Regions from separate parts of the Monodelphis domestica genome. Here region 1 is linked to region 2. Evidence: chromatin contacts called from public Hi-C data. All regions are on one chromosome and are shown on one strand. The core of a region is the stretch at or near the end of the contact, and the rest is flanking DNA. Distances in the headings are between cores, read along the strand shown. Region 1 holds the start of ROGDI (rogdi atypical leucine zipper). Region 2 holds the start of DNAAF8 (dynein axonemal assembly factor 8).

Region 1 (5,742 bases), core at 406-2,905, 160 kb before region 2:
GATGGGGTGGGGTGGGGTGGGGAGAGTGGAGTGAGCACACCAATGGGAGAGCAGTGAGGAGGTATGTGTAGAAGATTGACTCCTTTCTGTTTCCGTTATGTCACATGCTCTTCTGGCTCCTTGTGGAGTCCTCTTGATCTTCCCTTTAGGCCCTTCCATCTATGTCCATACAGAGAGCCCTGTTGTGCATGCCACCAGTTTTTTCTTCCTAACCACCCCTGCCTTTGAAGAGACAGTGGGTGTGTCTTTTTGCCTACTTTGACCCAGACCTAGTTTCCCCTGCCCTGGGTAACCAACACTGACCAATCATGGGATCAGTTCTTAGTAAAGGAATGAGTAATTGCACTCCAGCCAGCATCATGTTCTTTGTGCCTCTGGGGCCACAAAGTCCCTGTTTGGGGAAAGAGAAGACTTTGTCTGAGATGGGTCCTGACAGACTAGAAAGGTAAACCCAAGTCCATCTTGGAGATCCCTATATTCTCTTTGGGGAGGGTACCTGAGTGGGACTGAAATGGTACATAGGAACAAGGAGAAACTGTCATCCCTGAAATCTTAAACTTACCTTCCCCTTCATTTGGGTTGGTTTTCTGAAGTCACATAAAACTTAAGATCGATATTCATTGGGGGAGGGGGGGTTAAGTGACAGCTCTTTGGGTATAGTTTGGTTTTGTTTTTTGTGTTGTTTTGGGTTTTTTTTTTTCCAGTATCTGGAGGCTTGTCCCTCTTTCCTCTTTATCTCTTACAGTCTAGGTTTGAGAAATGAAACTTGTGGAAGAAGAGAGGGGACACAGGAAAGATGCAGTAATTCTGGTCCAGATGTTTGTTTCACTGGCAATACTGTCCTTATCTCTGTCTCTGAACATGCCAGTTCTGTTTCTGGCCAGGATAGTGGGAGGGAGTATTGGGTGGGGGGAGGGAGGGGAGAAGCTCTGGATCTGGGTGATGCTGTAATGAAACTGGCTAGTCAGTGTTGTCTTAATATTGTTGACAATTCTGTAAAGTTCCTTTTTATGACTTTATGTTTTAGCTATTTCGCTTTTGTTTTTGACTCCTTTTTAAGAGAGAAAATGTGACATTTGTGAAAAGCCTGTAAGAAAAGCAGTTTTCTTTTACCCCTTTCAATGACAAACCCTCTAGGTAATTAAGGTTGTGAATTTTTATTTTTGCTTTGTTTTTAATTAACGTTTGTCATTCAGAATAGGATTGTGTGATAATGTTTAAATGGCAAAATAAAATATGATTTTGTGCAATTAACAAGGCTACTGCAAGAAAATAAAACCTTTCTTGGTAAATCCATGTGTTTGTGTTGCTGGAGAATCTTAGGTGGGAGGGCTTGCAGGGGCTGGTAGGCCCTGTGAGCGCTAAAGGAAAAGAAACTGCACAGAGCCAACCATCTAATGTCATAAGGCTCTCCTGTCCATTTCCACTTGTCTGTTAAACTAATCCGTGAGCAGAGTAGAAACGAAATGTCCGATTAGAGAAATGGGGAGATGAGGATACACCAACCAACTGCTTCCAAGACTGAACTTGATACCTAAAAGACTGAAGGGAAGCCCAGTCAAGATTAAAGCAGAGTGGGGTGCGGTGCAGTTTATCTGCAAGCCCAACTAAATGAGGAGGGAGCAAAAGGCAGCCCAACCAATGAAATTGTGCATCGCAGCCTTCATTACCTATCAGAGCGCAGGCTGAACTCCAGAAGCCGCCTATCCGCTCCCCGGAACCCATCAACCTATAGACTGCGGAGTGGGAGGCGGGGCCACGGGTCTGAGGGCCTGGGTAAGGGCCGGCGGCGACGTTTTCGGAGTTGACCGAGATGGCCACCGTGATGGCTGCGACAGCGGCAGAGCGGGCGGTGCTGGTAAGTCACCCGAATGGGCACCGCTCCTGGGCGCCCTCTCCAGCCGGACGTGTACCCAGCTCGGAGCCTGGGGCCGACTGGGCAGGTCCTACCGCCCCCTGACTCCCTACAGCTACGCGAATTTCGCCCCCAGTTTGCTCCTTCCATCTGCCGTACCACCCCCACTCCATCTCGGACCAGCCGAAGCGGAGAGGCCAGCACCTACTGTGTTTGGGAACCCCCGAGGCCTGCAACGGCCCAGGCGTCCCCACCCCTCCTCCACCCATACCCTTTGAGGGCATGCCCGAGGGCGCCGCTCATCTCACTCTCCCTTGGGTAGGAGGAGGAGTTCCAGTGGCTACTTCACGACGAGGTCCACGCGGTGCTACGCCAGCTGCAGGACATCCTCAAGGTAATCCTTCCTCGGGCCCTCACAGCTCTGCCCCGCCTCCCCATCTGTGTTGAAACCAGAAGGGGTAAGGAGAGACCTACGAACTGAAGATCATTCAGATGGCTGGTCAGTTCTGGAACCCAACCAGAAAGTGTGTAATTTAAAGGCTCGGATTTGAAATTAGAGGCCCTGGTTTTCAGATGTAAAACACCCGTGGGATCGTGGGCAAGTCACAACCTCTGTGGGCCTCACCCTTCTCCGTCTGAACAGGGAGGTGATTGGGAATGAAATAAGCATTTGTTAAGGGCCTTCTATGTGTCGGGCACTGCTAAGCAACTTTACGCCCATTTTATCCTCACAGCTACCCTGGAAGGTAGGTTCTATTATTATTATCCTCATTTTGCACTGAGGAAATTGAGGCAGACAAAGGTTAAGCGAATTGCCCAGGATCAGGCACACAGCCATTGTCTGAGACCACATTTGATCTCTAGTCTTTCTGACCCCAGTCCCATTGCACGACTTAGCCGTCTTCTTTCAACACTAAATCTGTGTTCCTCTGGTCACTTCCTGCATTCCAGTGATCCCAGGAAGATCCTGGGGGGTAAGTATGACTTCTGTGTTGTGAAACTTTGCATTGCCAGGGAGCACCTGCCCTGGGGAAAAGACATTTTTGGATATATGCTGACTTTGCCTCTTGATTAACTGTGTTGTCTCTCAAGGTAGCTTTTGAGAAGGAAGTTTGATTGCAATAGTTTCTCTTGGGCTCAGAGCTGCATCTATGTGGCAACATTAACTTTAAACTTTCTCTTAGCTTATCACCTCTATTCCACAACAGGAAGCCTCTTACCGATTTACTCTGCCTGGGACAGGAACGGAAGGACCAGCCAGGCAAGAGAACTTCATCCTAGGAAGTTCCACGTAAGTCTGGGAAAGAAGTTTGGGGTTAACTCCAGATAAGCATGTCATCTCTAAGATTTAAGATCAGTTCTAATACAGGATCAGGAATAATGTAGAGGACCCTACTGTATCATCACCCAGTCTTTACCTTGGGTATAAAGTAGGTGCAAGAGGGTGAGGGTCAATAACAGAGCTACCCTAATCCAGATTGGACTCTCTTTGCTGTCTAATCTTATCTCAAATATTGACAGCTTTGGTATCCATATATAGTATATAAGAAGGTTGCAGATAACAGCTATTTTTACAAACTAAAATCATAAATATGTTCTTGTAAAGGCTTCTATTCCTACATGGAGAAGTATCTAAAGACCTTAAGAATAATCTTTCTCCATAATCCTGAAGGTGTTTGCCTTAAGATATGGGGTGGAAGTGAGGAGGGATAGGGAAGGTCAAGGATTACACAAAAGCAGAGGGAGGTGTCTCTGGGCTTAAAGAGGGGGCTGACAGGAAGAAGATTTTGCCCTAACAGTCATGTATTACAGCACAGATCAGGTGAAGGGCGTGTTGACTCTACAAGGGGACGCACTGAGCCAAGCGGTGAGTCTTTGAAGGGAAGAACCTGTGCTTTCCCGCCTCTTTCCTTTTGATTATATGTTCTCAAATTAGAATTCCTTCCCCATATCTTTGACTGCTGAAATCCTACACACAAGGCCTACCTCAAATCCTACCTCCTCTGTGAAACCTTTTCTATGGGAGATCTTTCTGAAACTCCATGGCACATTGTACCTCTTGTCTGAGTGACCCTACATTTGTATATTTGCCCTTTCCACATTTACTAGATATTAAGCTTCTTGAGAGCATTATCCATGAACAGGGAGAATTAAATAAAGGCTTGTTAAAGGAGTAGATTCTTGGAAACTAGCTTGTAATGAAGCAGAAAATATCATCCTTGTCATTAGATCCTGAAAAGACCAGACTTTTTGGTTCTGCAATTTTTCTTACCAGGAGCACTGTTTCGATAATTAGCGTTACCCAGTTATCTAACTTTGCTTTCCTTCTCACCCTGATCTCAGTAATATCAAAACAATGATTTCCTAAGTACCTGCCACCTAGCTATGTGTTAGCTAGGGCCAGTGGACAGAGCCACAAAAGAGATTTATGATGCAGTCTTTGCCCACAAAAAAAGTTAAAATCTTAGCTACTTGCTATATTCCTCCCAGGATCATTAGCACCGTACCTGTTTCTGTCCCCTCTTTTGGAGCCTCTCTCTGAGCCTGAGCCTAGCATTGTTCCCCAGGATCTCTGATCCTCCTGGGAGCCCAGGTCTCCATATAAACATCCAGCCCAAAGTGAATGTAGTAGGCCCTTACTGCCCTTGGCCCCAGGTGATATTCTTATCCTAAGGGCTCTTGTTGCTTGTGATTATGTGGAAGGTAGAAAGAGAACACACAGTAGACTAGCATAAATAAGCATCTCCCATTTGACTGCTGCTGTTCTTTGTTGATTCTCAGGATGTGAATTTGAAAATGCCCAGAAATAACCAGCTGTTACACTTTGCATTCCGAGAAGACAAGCAGTGGAAACTACAGCAGGTAATTGTCTACCTCACACTGTTCGGCTGTATTCCGGTACAGGAGAGGGTGTGGGTGTTCTACAGCAAGGGATTTGAACTGAGAAGACTTACTGGGGGTTAGTTGTCCTGAGTGCTAGATTACGATGGTTGCTTGCTAGCAGCGGACCTTAGGAGCTGGAATCCGACCGCAAGGATTCTGTGGCTGCTGTTCCTCCAGCACCCGTGCCTTGATTCGGGAATGTGTTGGACATGCATGTTTGGGAATCATGAGACGTCATGCTCCCCAAAACTCCTCTCATGCATATATATACATACATGTACTCCACACACAAAGAGAAATGTTATTACACATGAATCCTCTCAGAAATGTTTAAAGAAATGGAGCAGAAGCACCACCCAACCATTACAGCGGGAGGTAAGCCCTGAGCACATTGCACTGCATTTAAAAGGCAATGCATCAAGTCACCTAGAAGGCTCTGAGGTTAACTCCCAATTCTAACTGATGTTAACTAAACTAGGAAGCCAACTCCTGGTAGAGTATTTCTTCCTCCAACCCACATCGGGTGGTTGGTGTGGGCTTTGTGTCTTCAGATCCAGGATGCCAGGAATCATGTCAGCCAAGCAATTTATCTCCTTGCCAACCGGGATGAGAGCTACCAGTTCAAGACAGGAGCTGAGGTCCTAAAGGTGAGTGCTCTGAGGAAAAGATTCTGAATGGGAGAAGGCTTGCCTGATGGTGGCTCCCTTTTATATCTCAGTCCTTTCCATCCTAAAGACTGTCTTAACTGCCCTGGTTTTCCTACTCTTTGGGTCTCTGATTCCAGAGTGTTTTAATGATACAAACAGGGAATAGGGAAATTTTGGGTCTCCAACACCCAGATCCTGATCAGTTAGGACTCATAAGTGGGAAATAGGTTATTGAGGCTAAGGGGTTCTGGATGATCCAATGGGGCTGTTATCTTTCACTCTTATAATCAACTATATCCCCTTAATACTTACTGCCTTGGGGGCAGCTGGGTAGCTCAGTGGATTAAGAGCCAGTCC
Region 2 (5,480 bases), core at 2,740-5,239:
AAATAACACAATCACAAAAAAAATCTATAAAGAGTTTTTGGAAGCGATGGAGAGTGAAGTGAGCAGAAGTAGGAGAATGTTGTACATAGTAACAACAATAATGTATTATGATCAACTGTGCATAATTTACCTATTATCAACAAGACAAGGCTTTTGGACAACTCCAAGGGACTTATAACAAAAAGGGATATCCACTGTCATAGAAGAAACTGATGGAATCTGAATGCAGATTGATGCATATCATTCTTCAGTTTATTTTCTCCATTAAATTTTCTCTAGTGTAAGCAATCAATATATGTCTTCTTTTACAACATGATGAACAATGAAATATCTACTATATGGTAACATTTAAAGTCTATTATCATATTACCTGCTGTCTTGGAGAGCAGGGAGGGGTAAGAGATAAAGAGAGAACATGGATTGAAAAATGTCAGAAAATGATTATTAAAAATTGCATTGACATGTAATCTGGAAAAAAATAAAAAATTAATTTATAAAAGTATACTGGGGGGGGGAGAGAAAAGAAAGAAAATAGGGTGGTGGTATTTGGCTCAAACCTGTGATTTCATCAGTATGAAGAATCCCCAGGTCCCAATGTTGTTTAGCAGTTGCAAGAGTTTCCTTAGGGTAGTGATAAGTTAGATGACTTGCCCCAACACTGTTAGTCACTTTGACACAGTGAGGCAGGGTCTGAACCTAAGTCTCTAGCTGACTTTAAACGTGGCCCTCTGTTTACCACATACCATTTCAATATCTTGGTCACAGAATGTTATTAGCACGGCTGTGTCTAGAACCCCAGTTTCTTTTTTTTTTTTAATTTGGTCAATTTCAAACATTATTCCTTGGTTACGAAAATCATATTCTATTCCTCCCTCCCCTCTCCCCACCCCTCCCATAGCTGACAGGCAATTCCACTGGGTATTACATGTGTCCTTGATCAGAACCCATTTCCATGTTGTTGGTGTTTGCACTAGGATGATCATTTAGTCTATATCCCCAATCATATCCTTTTTACCCATGTAATAAAGCAGTTGTTTTTCTTCTGTGTTTCTACTCCCACAGTTCTTCCTCTGAATGTGGATAGTGTTCTTTCTCATAGATCCCTCTAAGTTGTTCCAGAACACTGCATTGCCACTAATGGAAAAGTCCATTACATTCGATTGTACCACAGTTTATCAGTCTCTGTGTACAATGTTCTCCTGGTTCTTCTCCTCTCACTCTGCATCAATTCCTAGAGGTCTTTTCAGTTCACATGGAATTCCTCCACTTTATTATTCCTTTGAGCACAATAGTATTCCATCACCAACATATACCACAATTTGTTCAGCCATTCCTCAAATGAAGGGCATTCTTTCATTTTCCAATATTTTGCCACTACAAAGAGCGCAGCTATGAATATTCTTGTACATGTATTTTTCCTTATTACCTCTTTGGGGTATAAACCCAGCAGTGCTATGGCTGGATCAAAGGGCAGACAGTCTTTTAGTGCCATTTGGGCATAGTAGAACCCCAATTTCAATATCAGAGATCTTTCCACTGTCTTCCCAAAAAAGATCTAGGACAGACTTAATTCAACATTTATTAAACACTTACTTTGTGGATGGATTCTTTCCCCCCTTTAAAAAAATTTTTTGTTTATTGATTATGTTAAAATTCCCAGGTATCTCTCCTTTTCCTTGACCTCCCCAAACCAAATATATATATGTATAAATTAATTATGTGTTTCATATTTCTATTTATCAGTTCTTTCTCTGGAGGTGAGTTCACAAGTTATTCTTCAAATATTAATTCTGTACTGTATATAATGTTTTACTCATTTCACGCTTCATAATTTCCTATAGGTCTTTCCATGTTTTTAAAAAAATTAACCTTATCATTTCTTCTTCTGGCATACATGTAAATAGATTCTAAGACACAGGTAGTATAGTATATAGGAAGCTGGCCAGGAAGGCATGTAGATCTGGGCTCAAGTCCTGTCTCTGACACATACTAGCTAATTGACCCCAGGCAAATACTTTCATTTCTCAGTGCTCTAGAACAGAGGTATCAAATCTGGGCCTGTAAGCACCTCCAAGGCTCTCATATTTCCCAGACACTTAGTAACTAGGTGACTCAGGGGCCAGTCACTTAACCCAGTTTGTTGCAGTTTTCTTCATCTATAAAATGAACTGGAGAAGGAAATGGCAAATTACTCTAGTATCTTTGCCAAGAAAACCCCAAAAGGGGTCACAAAAATTCAAACTTGACTGAAAAGGACTAAACAACAAAATACTATGTAGACATAGTAAAGAACTGGAGCTCTTCTTTATTTAGTAATAGGCATGATATGAAAATCAATTTGCTTCTCTGAGACTTGGTTGCTTATTTGAAAAACGAGGGAGTTGGACCAGATGATTTCTAAATTCATATGATCTAGCTCTAACATTTTACAAGGCTTTGAAACTGGGGTTTTATCATGTTCGCTAACCTTTTAAGAATCTGGGACACTTTTGTGGGGAGATCTCAGAAGGCAGCTCTACATCTGCTCAATTAACATTTTCATAGAATTGTAGCAATGGAGAAAGTCTTACCTGGTTTAGGTTCCTGCCTTCAGTCTCAAAAAGATAATTGTAATGTAGCATGCAAACTAATGAAGTAATTGTTTTAAGAAATTTACAACAATCTTGAGTTGTAGAATAAAAAATCTCCATCCCTCTCTATACGGGATGTTCCAAAAACCTTGGTGCAATTTTAAGCGGCTTTGGTCATTAATAAGATATTTAAGCTTTAAATTGCAATGACTTTTGGACACCCTGTGTAATCCAGACCTGTGATATTATTGGTATAAGGAATTCCTGGTGTGGAAATGCCTTCCACTGATGTAGTAATTAATAATAAAAACAATAATTTAATGAATATTGACATTTGTACAACACTCTTTACTTTCTCATGGCACTTTCACATTCACCCTCATCCTCGAAATAACCCTGGGAGACGTTCTCCGAGTTAATTTATTATTTCACAGAAAAGAAAACGAAGCATTGAGAGATCAAATGTCCAGACAGCGGGGCCATCTGGGCTTAGTTCAGCAATTAGTTTAGTGCCTCCCGAACAATAATAAATGTTGCTGAATGCGTGGCAGTGACTTGGGTACATCCCTACAAAGTCCTAGTTGCAGAACTTAGCTAGATCTGAGATCTGACATAGCAAAATTGGCATTGATTAATCTATTGTTTTTGAGTCTGAAGTTGAGGAATAGTGGAAGATCGGTGAGGGAATAGACCTATACTCTTTTTTCCTGGGTCGCTTCAACTCATAACCACGTGAGTCACTAAGTCATCTGTTTCCGTGGTAACCAGACGCTAACTGCCTTCCCAAGTTGTTCTTTCTGTTTTTACATTTGGGGAATTGGAAGGCTTCTCGTTATTTCCTCACATCTTTCTATCACTTTTCTTTCTAACTGTTCTCCTAAGAGAGGGACATTTTTCCCTTCAGATGAAACGGGTCCGCCTCAACTCACCTGAAGTTTCTGATTCCCACTGCTCACTCAGGTCCCGTCAGGGACATATAGCACATAACATACTCCGAATAGGAACACATCACCAAAGGCGTCTCTCTTCCAGCCGAATGGAGGGTGAACGAGGAAAATCTTTGATTCTGCCAACTTTTTTTTTTGAAGAAGGAATTTTTTATTTCCCTTTCAACAAAATACACCAAATTAAAAAAAAATTACACAAAGATCAAAATTTGAATCTAATAAGAAACATTGTCCACACCTCTACAAAATGCCAACTTTTTTTGTTTTCCTTCTGTTATTTTTCCTCGCCTTATTCCGTTCTCCTACCTAGATCTTCAGAGTTTTGCTCAGTCTCCAAACACAATTGGTCCACTTGGCTCGGCCTAGTGGGCGGGGCTTAATTCTTTCTCATTCTTTATTGGTCAATCAGCACGTCAAAGACCGAGATAAGGCATGGGTTTTCCCCACAGGTCCGAGACTCTACGTTTCAGTGTTCTAGACCTGAGGAGGCGTAAGGGGAAACTAAGAGTCCCAGCGTCCCCTGCGTCCCCCCAATCACTTCCGGCGTGGGACCCTGGGTGTGGGTTACGGGCGTTGAGGCGTCTATGTGTTGAGCTCTCCTCCAGCCTAGGAGCCGCAGGCTTGTGCCTCTTCCTCTGGCCGGGACGGAGTCGTAATTCCCGAAGGCAAGGTTGGGGGCCTGCCCCGTAGCTGTGCCAAGCCTGGAAGGGAGCGACGGGTCATGTGGGCGTTAAGTGACCGGCGGGCCGATTTCCTTGTTGTTTCCTGAGTCCACGGCTCTGGGGCCTTTTCGTCACGGGCTGCGGGAGCTGAGGAAGGACCGTTGTCGTTGGACGTGGCCCCGGCCCGACAAAGGCCTCGAGGCTCATGAGTCCCCAGCGCAGGTACCACCTGGGGGCGGGGGCACCTGCCAGCCTGTGCCCGGATCGGTCCCACGGGGCTGAATGCTGAGCCCGCTCGGCGTAAGGCAGGAATGACGTGGAGCTGTCTTCGACACTCAGTGCTGGAAGGGATCTTGGGGATCTGTGGAGTGGGCAGCGCTGTACTTTGACCCGAGCTCAAACTCTGTCTCTTACACCTCCTAGCTATCAAATTGAACAGGTTAAGTTTTTTTCTTCCAGCCTACCTTATAACCAGGCATTGTAAAGATAGCATGGTGCAGTGGAACAAGATGAATGACCAGAGGCTTTCAGATCCAGGCCTTGTTACTTCTTATTGTTCAGTTTAATTGTTCATTCGTGTTTGACTCTGTTTAACCCCATGGGTCATAGCTATCCATTTATGGGATTTTCTTGCCTAGGATACTACTAGAATGGATTGCCATTTCCTTCTCCAGTGGTTCCTTTGGTCAGACATTCAGAGACTATGTAACTAGCATGTGGTCATACAGCTAGGAAGTATCTGAGGCTAGATTTGAACTTAGGTCTTCCTGTCTCCAGACCCAGTGCTCTAACTACTGATCAATAGCTAACTCAAAACTTTCATTATGGTGAGCCTGGCTTTGTTGTTGTTCAGTTGTGTTTGGCTCTTCATGATTTCATTTGGAATTTTTTTAGCAAAAATACTGGAATGGTTTGGCATTTCCTTCTGAAGCACATTTTATAGGTAAGGAAACTTGGGCAAACAGAGCCAAGTAACTTGCCCAGGGACACAACAACTAGCAGATATCTGGGGCTGAATCTGAACTCCAGGTCCGGTGTTCTATCAACTGTACCACCTAGCTACCCTGTTTGCTATTAATTCTGTGATCTTGGAGAAACTTCCTTGGAAAAAGTCATCTCTTGATCTCAGCTTCCTCTTCTGTAAAATAAAAGGGTTGAACTAAATGTTCACTGAAGTCTCTTAACACTCTAGATCAATGATCCTAATATCAATTGAATATATTTTATTTCCTGCCTATCATAGTTCCATGGTCTCAGTGGATCTATTTGCAAATGACTAATGCTTATAAAGTGCTTTTGGT

Evidence for each region. Hi-C and Micro-C count contacts between places; a contact is called where the count stands out from the background.
Region 1: a Hi-C map of limb shows a contact between it and region 2, with 2.3 times the contacts expected there. The contact joins the promoter of ROGDI here to the promoter of DNAAF8 in region 2. A contact is called at or near these places in 2 of 2 Hi-C or Micro-C datasets (limb and spleen and liver).

The regions. Positions count from the first base shown.
Region 1 is chr7:174,278,789-174,284,530 of mMonDom1.pri, reverse strand. ROGDI (rogdi atypical leucine zipper) reads left to right here and starts at 1,655. Exons shown (of 11, transcript XM_001367354.4): 1 at 1,655-1,858; 2 at 2,178-2,249; 3 at 3,064-3,146; 4 at 3,668-3,722; 5 at 4,637-4,717; 6 at 5,290-5,385. The coding sequence starts at 1,814. It overlaps GLYR1 (glyoxylate reductase 1 homolog), which reads left to right. Exons shown (of 16, transcript XM_056806119.1): 16 at 1-1,292.
Region 2 is chr7:174,126,101-174,131,580 of mMonDom1.pri, reverse strand. It overlaps DNAAF8 (dynein axonemal assembly factor 8), which reads right to left and starts at 3,989. Exons shown (of 10, transcript XM_007498743.3): 1 at 3,500-3,989. It overlaps ANKS3 (ankyrin repeat and sterile alpha motif domain containing 3), which reads left to right and starts at 4,263. Exons shown (of 17, transcript XM_007498738.3): 1 at 4,263-4,401.